Linked DNA regions of Rattus norvegicus: region 2 is linked to region 1. The links are chromatin contacts, called in public Hi-C maps. All regions are on one chromosome and are shown on one strand. The core of a region is the stretch at or near the end of the contact, and the rest is flanking DNA. Distances in the headings are between cores, read along the strand shown. Region 1 overlaps Ptprg (protein tyrosine phosphatase, receptor type, G). Region 2 overlaps Ptprg (protein tyrosine phosphatase, receptor type, G).

Region 1 (6,425 bases), core at 1,584-4,083:
TTCTGTGAGTGAGCCCCAGAGGCCTGCAAACCCAATCTCTGGGGTCTTTCATAAGCAGTCACAGCTGTTGTAATGAGGGTGGCCGTAAGGCTCAAAGGATAGCACTGTACAACAAGAACCAATTAGTGGTCCAGGAGCCCTCTATAGCAGCAATGCCTTCTTTAACTGAAACAGGTGATTTTTGACTCGTGAGAAAGTGATCCACACCGTGGAAATCATGATCTTGACTGAAAGAATCAAAGACCAAAAACAGAAACAACCAAACTTAAGTTTGGGTTTGAAACTCACTTCTCTTTCCTTCCTTCCCACTTGACAGTTGCCATCCTGCTGAAAGACGATTATTTTGTGAGCGGTGCTGGATTGCCTGGCAGATTCAAAGCCGAGAAGGTGGAGTTCCACTGGGGCCACAGCAACGGCTCAGCTGGCTCAGAGCATAGCGTCAATGGCCGGAGGTTTCCTGTGGAGGTGAGAGAAACTGGGGGTCCCTGGGATTCCTGTTGTTGGATGCTGTGTCCTTACCTCAGTCCTTCTGCAGGCTAAATGGACATTCCCTGCGTTCCTCTCCGGAAACCCTGTGTGGAGAGCATAGCAAAGAGCTTCCCACAAGTCTCTTCTTTGCTCAAGAGGAGAGCCATAAAGCATCCACAAGCACACTAACTTTCGCCTCCTCAGTAATGTCCGCCATTCATTCCCTTTGACACAGTCTACCTAATCCGCTTCTCAAGCCCTCTTTTCTGTGAAGGTGACATTTTATGTGATGTATAGACTTTGTTGTCACTCTTTAGAAAATGAAAAGGCTGGTGACGTGGAAAGAAGGCTCAGAATCTTCTCTGAGGTGTCAACTTCTTTGAAGGGTTTGGTTTTGGTTTTGGTCCCCGCCGGCTGTTGAGACAGAGGAAGTTACCACTGATGGCACTGTCAACTTTTCCTGGAACTAATAATGGTAACACTGCTTCATTCCTCAAGCATTTTGAGACCCTCTTTCACAGAGCCAGGCTGGTGACCAGAAGGCCATGGTACTGATAGAGTTGACAAAGGAGTCTTGTCCTCAGGCCTTCATCAACGTCACCTGGCACATCACTCGTCTTGTGAGCCTCTTTTGCTTTCTTCATGCATTTGAGTTTTGCTCTGTTGGGATACCATGTGCCGATTGGTTTGATCCCTACGTGCTAAGCGTGACAGGTTTGTGGCAGATCTCACTAGATATGCTGGTAGTGTTTGGTTGTATAAAACAGGGAGTCCCTGCGGAATGCTGGGCTGTTTTAATCTTAGGAACCAGATGGCAGAGTATTATTTTCAGCAACAAACTTTTCTCAATTTGTGTCCTACTTTGATCGTCTGATAAATATTTGGAACCCCTTTCATAATGGAAATACCTGCATTTCAGATGTCTGTGTGACTTATAGAGTATCAGGCATATTACCTAGCTCCTCCAGCCTCTTTATGACCCTTCTGTGAGAACTTGTGTAAGTTGGGAAACGCACTGATGTCTCCGTTGTGCACTCGCTTTTGAGGGTCAGTGGGACAGTGTTCGCCACCTCGACTTTTCCGCATGTACTCTCACAACACAGTAGCTTTTACCCCAGTGGTGGGCAGAAAGTACCTCTTCTGTAATCACACCCTCTACTGCGAGGGCAGTCTGCTATGCTCACACTGTGTACCACAGAGACCTGTGTCTTCTTTGAAGGTTTTGAGTTTGGAAGACTGTTTGATTGTCCCATCGCTTGAAGAGTGCCATCAGTTGCTGACTAATATCTGTGGTACTTTGGATACCCAGAGTTACCATCTGGTCAAGTTGCTTGGGTTCTTTGCCTTTGAGTGGCTTCGGATAGTAAACCTGCCCGTGTGAAGTGGATTCCTCAGGCCCAGCTGGCTCGTAGCTTGCTTTCATAAACTGTGATAACATGTTGATGTTCTTAGTGGTATATTTGGAGGTACTTAAGTTGTAGGGATTAAAGGCAATTGGATCCGATTTAACTGTAAAATATGCACATGAAAGTTGCTCACTTCTGTCTCCAATGTGTCTGTGAAACTTTAGCTTGCGTTACTAAAGTTCCTTATTTACCCTAGCTCTTCCTGGTAATCCCGTTTGAGCATCTCGGAGTCAGCTTATTTCTTTTCATATTGGATGAAAACTGTGGACACGACTGCTCCTGGGTATAGGTTCAGGAGAAAGTTTTTTGTAGACAGGAGGGAGGAAACAGCCAGAGACATCTGGAAGGGTCCTTACTGAATATGGCCTGCAGAATGAACTGGGCCATAAGAAGGGAGGGGACAGAGATTGAGAGAGGAAGTCAAAGAAGAGAGAAAGAGAAAAGGAGAGGGAACCAGGAGTCAGAGACTAGGAGTATACAGTGGATCAAGAGGGTCCTTAGCCAAATGGCAGAATTATATAGGTACCTCAGCTAGACATTTGTCCAGGGTTTCTTTGAGACCTAACATATACATACCTACATTATATTCCAAGAAAAGTTTCAGTCGATTGTGAAAAAATTGATCTGCACCTCTGGTATCATTTTTGTATGTGCCATGTATAAAGATAACTGTTATTGGAACGTTAAAGTCAGAGCCAGGGCTCTGTCAGCCCTAACAAGGTCAACTGGGCCATTCATCCTTAAAAGGCCTATTAAACCTATTTTATACAGTGTGGCCGCGTTGGGAAGGAGAACAAAGATCAAGTCCATTGTCAGGGTTCTGACATGAGGTTTACGCTCAAGTGGAGGGATGAAGACCCTCCTAGCCCTGCTTCTTGTATGGCCCCACCCATCACCACTGTCCTGGCTTGACTCCCTTGTTAGGCAACTGTGGAGAGCTGCAGGGGTGTAGAATTGCAGAGCTGTTAGAGCTGCAGGGATGGCTCAGTTGATATAGTGCACGCAGCCTGGGTTTGGCTCCTAGTACCCTTGTGAAAAAACCAGCTATGGTGGCATGCAAACCCTTGCCTTGTGCAGCCCGCTTAGCCTAACGGGTAACCTCCAAGTCCACGAGAGCCCTTGTATCGAAAATCACAGTAGTTAGTTGGTTGTCTGACCTCCACAAGTGGAGATACATATCTTACCTGCAGAGAAATCTCTTACTGGGAAATAGCCTTCCTCTCTGGCCTGCACCAGGTTCCAGCCTTTTCCTTCTCCCACCTTGTTGTTCCTGAGCAAATTCCGGCATGAGGAGGGCATTGTTTTAGTAGTCTGATAAGGAAAGGGAGGGGCGCAGGGTCCGTTTAGAGCACCTTCATCCCTGCCATTGCAGTTAGAAAGAGGCATTGCTGAGGATGACCCTGAGATTGGTGGAGTGGGACCAAGGAACCATCCCCCCCACCCCCCGCTACCCCTCAGAAAACACCAATCATCTTTTCTGATGGTTTGGCCATTGTTACTGTTGGCAGTGGTAGGCTACTGGTTTCTAGTTGAAGGCAGGATGCCGGCAATGTGCCCGTGTATGTAATAGCCCTCTGTACAGGAAGCCACCCAGCCCACAGATGCCACTAGTGTCACATGTGTGAGGCTCCAGGGCAAAGAAACTGTGCGTTTAGTGGGATTAAGCGCCTCCGTCAACCCCGTGGCACCACTGTAAACACTTAGAATATAGAGAACTTTGTTCCCTGCGCAGTAATGGTGGCCTCTTGTGTTGGTTACAAAAGCGATGTGCCTTATATCTTGACATGTAGCACAACTCCATAATTCCAGCAAAGGGTGCCAGGCTTCTGCCCTGCAGGCTGAATTTTAAGCGCAGGCTTGTCGCATCGGAACCTGGTCCCACTCCCTGAGGGTAAACTGCAGCAAAGCCAACCTTGTAGATTTTGCTCCTTCCCAGCAATTCTTTGAAAATACCCATGGCCTTTTAGGCACCCACAGGTTAGACCTGTCTCCATTTTCCTGGCTAAAATACAGTCATAGAGTAGATTGGATCCAGTCTGATTGTTAACTAGAAAGTCATTATACAATCCAGCAAAGTCAATGTTCTTCAAAAGTCAGCTCTTTTCTTTCTTTTTCTTTTTTCTTCATTTCTTCTCTTTGCTTTTCTTTTTGTTTCCAGCACAGTCGAACTCAGGAAAGTGAATGTGAGCATAGGGTCAGAGGACAGACCTGCTCTCGGGTGCCCTCTGCTGCCCTGCTAACTGAAGGTTTCTTTGGGTTTTCTGCCTTACTGTGTTAGTGACACACAGGTAAAGCAAGAAGCCACTTCCCTGCCTCCAGCTGTGTGTATTCAGGAGGTGACATTGGAGGAGATCGATCGACAAGCCTTTCAGTTGTACAGATGGACTCTGAAGCAGAGGGACATTGTGCCAAGAGACAGAGGGTCTTAGAGACAGTGATGGAGGTGAAGACTAAAGGGTCAAACCTGAGACACTGTAAGAACAGAACTGTGCAAAGGTCCTGAGGTTGGTGACATTGTGTAAGGCCATGAGTGTTTTAGTATGCAAAGGGGACTTTGCATGTGTGAGGTAGTGTAGGTGTCCTTCCCAGAGTTCAAACTAGAAAGCAACAGTGCTGTTAGAATGGCTCTGTCTGGGGCTGGAGAGATGGCTCAGTGGTTAAGAGCACCGACTGTTCTTCCTGAGGTCCTGAGTTCAAATCCCAGCAACCACATGGTGGCTCACAACCATCTGTAATGAGATTCGATGCCCTCTTCTGGTGTGTCTGAAGACAGCTACAGTGTACTCATATACAATAAATAAATCTTTAAAAAAAAAAAAAAAAAAAAAGAATGGCTCTGTCTGGTTCCTGCTCCTGGACTTCCTGATAGGCTATTGCAGTTCTCCTAAGAATGTTACCTTCTCCTCCTCTTTTTCCCCGTTCCATTTTCCTTCCTTGGCCTGCGGTTGATCCTGTAACTGACAGTTCCTAACACACAAACAGGAATTGAATCACGGTGCGTTTCTCCTAATAATTGAAGTTGGAGTGAATTCAAAGGAAAACCTCCAGACAGAACATCGGAGAGCTCCATTAAAGTGGAGGTTCATTGCGTGCTTGTTGTCTGAGGTAATTAAAATCGTATTCATTACAATAGGAGATTGCGGGAGTTGTTGATTCAGACTTTTTATGAGTTGAAGTCTTCAATAAGCTTAAATGATCCAAATTGATTGTCTGTGCCCTTCCCAGCTAGACTCACAGATGGTTCGCCTCAGCTTTGGTTAGAGCATCTCAGCAAGTATGGAAAAGCAAAGACTTTATTACATTCCATGTACACCTTACCTTATGTTATAGAGCGGCAATTCCTTATCTCACACTCTGGAGGCCAGATGTTTTAAAATCTCCAATCTTTTTTTAGAAAGGCGCGCGCGCGCACACACACACACACACACACACACACACACACACACACACACACACACACAATCATGGAAGCTGCTCTGCCCCAAATAAAATGCCCATACTGAATGGAAAAACACATTCTGTAAATAGATTCTCATCTCTTCACATCAGGTTTCATTACCCAGTACGTTTCTGCAAAAAAATAAATAGTAGCAAGATTCCTTCTAGGCTTGGAGAAATGTCTGAGACCATCCCGTGGTTCCCATGCCCTGTGAATGGCTTCAGTGTTTTATTACAGAGAGTCCTGGGTCACTATAGCCCTGACCCAGCATGTTGACCATTTTTCTGTCTTCAAGACTGAATGTCTTTTGAGGCTCTTCTGAACCTTTCCTGACACAATGCTATGAACGTTCTAGGTCAGAATGAGGGACCGTCTAGGAGGCAAGATGTGGCCCATTCTGTTCTGACTTCCTTTGGAGCTCCCTTCTCCCATGTTCTGTTCGGGCCTGTATCTATCTTCTCTCCCTCTTTCCCCAACCATTCCCAGGAGAGCTCTGTCTGCTCATGCCAGCCAGCCCACACAGAGACAGACCAACAGCTTCCCTTTGATGAAACACATCTGCTTCTGCCTTGGAATATCTCTCTTTCTCTGGCAAGAAAGTATGTGGTGTGACCCCCTAGGTTCTGTCTTAGGAGATTCACATCCATCTTCCTTCTGCTAAGCCAGAGCATGGCTGACCCACGGTGTCACCCTCTCCACTTACTGCATGCACAGTGGTGTCTTCACAGCTCAAATAAGAGTCAAAACATCTGGACATGTTGTCCCACTCTGATCTCTCACCTCCATAGCTTTATAGGTATGGTCTTAATGTTAGGTTCACTCCTTTCTGCATTCCACTGAGAATAAATTTAGGCACAGGCCTGCCTTCCTGAAGATTTATGTCATATGTTAGCATAGTAAGGGATTTGAAACATCTTCCACTTTAAAAATTAAATTTCATTTATGTATGTGTGTATGTACATATGAAAATGCCACAGTGATAGCTTTCACTGTGTAACAATAAATAATAAAGGAGAAATCTGTTCAGCTGTATTTACCAAAATTTGTCTTACATTAGTGTGTGTGTGTGTGTGTGTGTGTGTGTGTGTTTAAGGAGCATGTGGAAGTCAGAA
Region 2 (6,236 bases), core at 1,029-3,528, 150 kb before region 1:
GACCTCATGAAGTTGAGGGCAGGGATCCAGGATAATTTTCTTATCAATAAGGAAAAGGGAGATTCACTTAGAAGCTTAAGAGGCATGGAGCTGACTCTTTTGCCTGCCCCAGGGAAAAAACTACTTCCTCTATGACCTTGGCATCAGCCTTCTAGTCTCCTGAACTCCTAAGCTGAACACACCTCCTTGATTAGCCACAGCGGCCCTCCTCTTCTAACACACTCAGCTCTAGGGTACTGGGCATCCATTGTCTTGGAGAGTGGAGATGGTGTGACAAGCTCTGCAGAAACGGCTGTAGATGAGGCTTCTGGGGATTCCAGGCTCTTTATAGCCTTAAAAGTGCAAGCTAAAAAGAGGAAAACGAGAAAAGAGGCTTGAATGAGTTGTGTGAAATGTATTCTTTGTCCTGAAGCCCAAAGCCAAATGCAAAAATGCTTTAAAAGAAAAAAAAAGAATGCTCAGTCTTCCAAAGAGGCAGAAGCCAAGGGCCCCGTATTCACAGAGACTTCCTGTGCAATGGAGGCAGGGACTGCAGCCGCGCCAGCCGTCATTCCCTGTGCTGGTGGCACTCTGTCGGCTCTTATGTAATTGTTACTATATATACAGCTTCGTTCTGGATCCAGCTCTGCTGTCTCTGTACCTCCTCCATGATCCATGAAGTATTTGTGAGGTTGTCTAACTGCTGCTGAGGTAGATGGGGGTAGATGCTATTCCCAGTTTGAAGAATACTCAACAGTGTGGGGTTAGAAAGCCTTCCCTAATTTCAGGTCATACAATGAGACTGTGGTCTGCGTCTTTGCCTTTGGCTGGGGCACAGATGGCAGAGACCTTGACTTCAGAGTGGCTCATGATAAGGGGCTGACAGGGAAGAGCCTCCTAGGCACAGAGTAGAAACAGAAGCTCTCCTTCCTTCTCCACAGTGACTGGTATTTGGCCACAGGTGGCCACTGTGATCCCCACAGGGGCGCCATTGTAATCCTCACTGGGGCTGCAATCCTGTCTTCTGCTGTCTTTGCCTCTTTTTGTGATGTTATATACTATGGACATCAGGCTGACCAGTTCAGGGAAAGTTATTTGCACTCCTGACCCCCTGATGGATCTTTACTCTTGACCTCAGATTTCTGTGTTGGCAAATTTCATCTTCAGTGACTCAGAACTTGTTACTATTTCAAGCTAAAAGTAGGGTTACACCTTAGAATATATAATGTGCTTTTTATGGTACCTCATGGAAAATGTATCCACCCATGGCTGAAGTGTTATTTCAGACTAAAACCCTTGGTAAAGATGAAGTCATTCCTATAATGAACATAGAACGTAAAGACATCATCTCCCCTAAATAGCTCCAGTATACAATGTTCCTTCTTGTTTCAGAGTCAATTTAATATCTAAGAAAATGATATGCATATATATTTATATGCACATTACCCTGAAACACAGTGGGTTCATTTTTAATCTTTCCTATTAACTGAAGTCCCTGGGAGAGGAAAAGAAGCCACACCTGTATTAAAGACCGTGCAGAGATCACTGGGGAGACATTTGTAATTGTTGAGACTTTAGTCTTATAACTATCATGTGAAACCTTTGGAGGTGCACTAACAGGTCCCCAGGTCCTATGGTTCCTAAAGCTAAGAATGCATCATTTAGTGTCTAAAGTCCCTCCCACATTTTCATACCTTGCTCTGCCCTGCGTACTTGGTGCCCCATCAGAGTACTAGCAAAGTACCTCTATCATCGCTTCCTTTTGCTCTTTTAATGTAAAAACTTCAGTGAACTCTTTCCTCATTGGAACAGATTGTGGGGTGTAACTGGCCTGAGTCTGTTCCTGGACCATAGGCACAATGTACCACATTCTGCTCCAGAAGAAACTCTCTTAATGCCCTTTTGAAATGAGAGGTGTTTTCCATCGACAATACAATCAATTTTACAAAGACACAGACGATGTAGTCATTCTCATTTTATAGGTAACAAAACAGAATCGGTCTCCTGACAGGCAGGCCCTGTAGCATGAGAAGGAACAAAACCTGCCTCATACCACAGCGGGCCCCTGCCTTACTTGTGAACAAAACAATGCTTAAACCAACATTGTGCAGGTTCTGGCAACACGGAACTCGCTGGATACTCTGTAGCCAGGACACGCCATTTCCCCTCTGAGTGGGAAACTCTTCAAGTCTTCCTCTCAAACAAACACCCGGTATTATTTTTGCAGACTTCTGGGGAGTTACTTTTGGACTACACCCTAGGACAGGAAACCACAATTGCGCCTAAATTTGCACAAGATGGAAATAGATAACATTCTTTAGCAACCATGGCCAGCCACACTTAGTGCCTTTGGGTTCTCAGGGTGACTGATGGTTTGTGTAATGCTTTTCATACCTGGGCAATTCACAGGAACCACTGGCCCAGGGGATTTCATAAATTCCGAGGGCTTGTTTTAGAAATTAGAAGTACAGGGGAAATGGTGAGAGTGGAGGAAAGAGATGCTCTATGATTCAGGCTTTGGGGAGGTGTTCATGGGAAAATGGGTTGCAAGCGAAGAACGGTAGTGCAGTGCAGGCCGATGCAAGGCGTGTGCTGTGGACCCGAGTCTGGGTTCTGCCTGTAACATTGCAGAGCATATGATAAACTTAATATCAGTGAGGATGTAAGTAACATCACAAAGTGGCTGCTTTCTGACATTCCCCTCTACCGAGGTGAGAATCCAAAACTGATCCTAGGAGAAATTCTAGGCACACATCCACGGGAAGGATGCAAGGCCTGGGATTGCTAACTAGTTCGCCCAGATTGTATGCCCGAAGCCACTTTCCCTAAGCCATTGAGACTTTGATTTTAGGTCTATTTCTGCCGACTTCTCCAAGCTGAGTTGCTTAAAGCAAACCTGATACTTGGATTTTCATGACTAATCGGTTAATTTCCACTCATGTATGTGGCAGACGCAGGCTTGTTTATGTTTGTTCGTGCATGCGAGTGTGCACATGTGGAGGCCAGAGATCGAGTCCAAGTGTCTTCCTTCATTCTTCTCTACCTTAATTTTGGGGATTTCAGGGTCTCTCACTGAGCCTGGTGCCCATCAGCTTGGTTAAGTTGCCTGGCCAACTTCTTGGTTTAAAACAACAGGGCCTGTCTCCTGCTCTGTCTATCTGGGTGGTTTGTCTCTTTGCTGAGAGTCGCTTAGACCTTTTGATGATGATGTTAGTTGTGATACTTTGCTGAAGGTTTGCTCCCCCCCCCCCCTCGTGGCTGTGCATGTCATATTTAAACCTGACAGAAAGGAAAGCCTCAGGTAATCTTAGGGATCATTTTTTTTTGCAAAGCATATCTTTGTATGAAACCTGATAACACCGAGAGGCAGGACTCAGTCTTTGTGCCCCCATGCCATGCCATCTGTTTAAGAGTCTGTGCACCCATCAGTTATATGACAGGTTACTTCTCAGTGTGCTCCAGAGCCTGCCACCCTCTTCTGCTCACCTGTGTCAGGATGCCCTGGCAACTGGCCACCTCCCATATGGTGGTAAGATGGAGTCCATGGACAATACAAGCATCCCTCACCGTCAGCCAGCTGGACATGCCAAGAAGATGGTCTAGGTTGGTTAGAGGAGAGGAAGGAAGCTGGCCAGCCTCTTGGAAAGCTGAGGACTCCAGCTCAGACAGCATTTACACAGCTTTTATCGTTGTCTTTAAAAGTTTCCTGAGGGCCGGGAAAGCTGGCTCTGGGATTAGTAGTTCATACTGCTATTGCACAAGACCTGAGTTTGGGTCCCAGCACCCACGTGGTCAGCTAATAATTGCCAATAACACCAGTTCCAAGGGACCTGGCTCCTCTGGCCTCCGTAAGCACCTGCCTTTAAGTGTTCCTTTCCTACCCCCTACCACTACATACATGCATAATTGAAAAATAAAATAAATCCCTTTTGGTTTTAAAAGGGGGGAGGGATTCTTTGCAAAAAGAGTAACTCAGTCTCTTCACTGCCGTGGGCTGGGAGTGAGTAGTGAATAGTTCACTTAAAAAACAAGAACAAAAAAACCAATACTATTTGGGGAAAATGTGAAGGCAAAATATCTAACTGCTTTAGAAAGAGGCACGGATACAAATGTCGAGAGGCCAGAAAATACCCAGCATGCACCATCGCCCTCGTAATAAACTGGCCGGCAGAGGCAGACCAGAAAACACCCAGCATGCACTACCCATGTTATTAACTGTCTGGCAGAGGCAGAGGTTGCTTGATCAATATGAACTTGTTCACGCTTTCAGATCTGGGATTGTTTTTACTCACGTAGAAGGAGACACAGTTTATATCCAGGGATCAAAGTAAGATCCTCCATGTTACCACTCAAAGTGCAGTCAAAGTTTAAAATTCCTGCAGTCCGGCAACAGGAAACGTGGGATCATTAAACCGTGTTGGCTGGGTTTGTTGTTTATTCCGACTAATCTGACTGGGTGCCTGGTGTGGCTGGGAGTGTGCTAGGTGGCACCATTTGAAAGCATAAAGTTAGAGGACGCAGTTTGAAAAGTAGTGCTGAGATATTGTCACTTTAAAATCAAATTTTCTAGTGTTTTATTATTGTAATTTGCAGATATTCAAGAGTTGAGGCAATTAACATCAGTGCTTTGTCGATTGATTGACTGTGGACAACTGATTGACGAATGATTGATGATTGATTGATTTTTAAAAAAATTTTTTTTAGGCACTAATGATTTCATGTAGCCCAAATTGGTGTTGAACTTCTTATTCCCATGCCTCTACCTCCCAAGCGCTAGGGTCTGCCACACCAGTGGTTTTCAAACCAGTGTATGCTGAGGTTGTTGGCTATGTAGCACTGTGTTTCTAATAGGCTGTTGGCAGTTCCCCGACATGTGCATGAGTCACATTGCAGATGGATCCTCCCGTCCATGGGGTGGAGGGCCTTAGACGATTGTAGCCCCAGCTGTCACCTTATGTGCACCTGAGTTGCAGGCCTTCCCTCGCATAGACTCGGCCAGTAAGTACTATGACTGATATCTCTTAATGGCAAAAGTTTCCTGAGTTCTAGAGGATTTTGCCTCACACCCAGCCTGTGATAGTTTCTAATTCTAGAGCTAGGAGAGTCCTTTTGTAAATTACAGTGAGGAGGTAACTCTGTCCTGCGGCTTCTCTCCACAAGGCTGATCTATTCTGAAGTGAGTTGTTTCAACTCTAAGAATAGGTATGTGGCACAGGTGAGGTTATAGGGGATAAGATGCTTGTGACTAAAGCACAGAAGGCTGTGCGGTGAAGGCTGTCTATTAAAATCACCCTGTGCCTGGCAGGACCTGGGGACAGCATGCTATTCCTTAATCCCAGCACTATGGAGGCAGAGGCAAGTGGGTCTCCGTGAGTTTGAGAACAGGCTGACCTATGTACATAGTAATTTTCAGGATAGCCAAATTTTCAGGCTATGCAGAAAGACCCCGTCTTTTAAAAAAAAATTAAGAATTTCCTTCAAAGTGCCGTGTCCATGTTCCTTGCATAATGAAGTATCTGACCTTATAGGAACATTAACTGGCTGCAACTAGAGACCCTCCATCTAGAAAAGTCTGCATGGGAGCACTGTCAACATCTGAATGCAGATCAGTAGGAATGTGTCTTGTTGTTTTGCAGAACCCTGCTCATATAGAGCTTACATTGTACATGCACATCCAATTTACAAGTCACCTGGTAAAGGAAATGAAGCAAAAAGTTAACCTTGGGTGGGAACATACCTTTGTGGTAGAGCTCATGTAGTGTGTGAGGCCTTGGGTTCAGTTCCCAAAGAAAAGAAAAATAACGCTAATTCCTCTCCTGCTTCTATTCTATTCTCTCTACTGCATTTTAAAACACTGCTGTCATTGAAATATATGTGTATGTATGTGTATATACACACACACACACACACACACACACACACACACACATATGGCATATATGCACATGCACATGGTTTTACACACACACACACACACATATATGGCATATATGCACATGCACATGGTTTTACACACACACATATATATGGCATATATGCACATGCACATGGTTACTTACACACACACACACACACACACACACACACACTTTTTGTACTTGTCCTAGTATGTTGCTAATGCACTATAGTATGCATGTAACTCATAGAGAGCATGCCAATGCCCCAGAAAAGGTCATGTCCCAAAAGGAGAACACTGGAAACTTAAACCAGGTCACGAATTGTCGCTTGAAGCTGCATCTTCTGACCTGTGCTCTAGA

What was found. A called contact is a pair of places that touch in the nucleus more often than the background predicts.
Region 2: a Hi-C map of psoas muscle shows a contact between it and region 1, with 2.0 times the contacts expected there. The contact joins two enhancer-like sites. A contact is called at or near these places in 2 of 12 Hi-C or Micro-C datasets (kidney and psoas muscle).

Annotation. Positions count from the first base shown.
Region 1 is chr15:15,578,684-15,585,108 of GRCr8, reverse strand. Ptprg (protein tyrosine phosphatase, receptor type, G) reads left to right here. Exons shown (of 30, transcript NM_134356.2): 4 at 317-465. Among named protein-coding and RNA genes, the nearest start is that of Cep15, 320 kb to the right of the region's middle. Within about 2 kb of position 2,833, at least 1 of the 93 cell types and tissues checked has an H3K27ac peak or open chromatin away from gene starts, as enhancers often do.
Region 2 is chr15:15,724,208-15,730,443 of GRCr8, reverse strand. The region is part of intron 2 of Ptprg (protein tyrosine phosphatase, receptor type, G); the gene reads left to right. Among named protein-coding and RNA genes, the nearest start is that of Ptprg, 260 kb to the left of the region's middle. Within about 2 kb of position 2,278, at least 38 of the 93 cell types and tissues checked have an H3K27ac peak or open chromatin away from gene starts, as enhancers often do.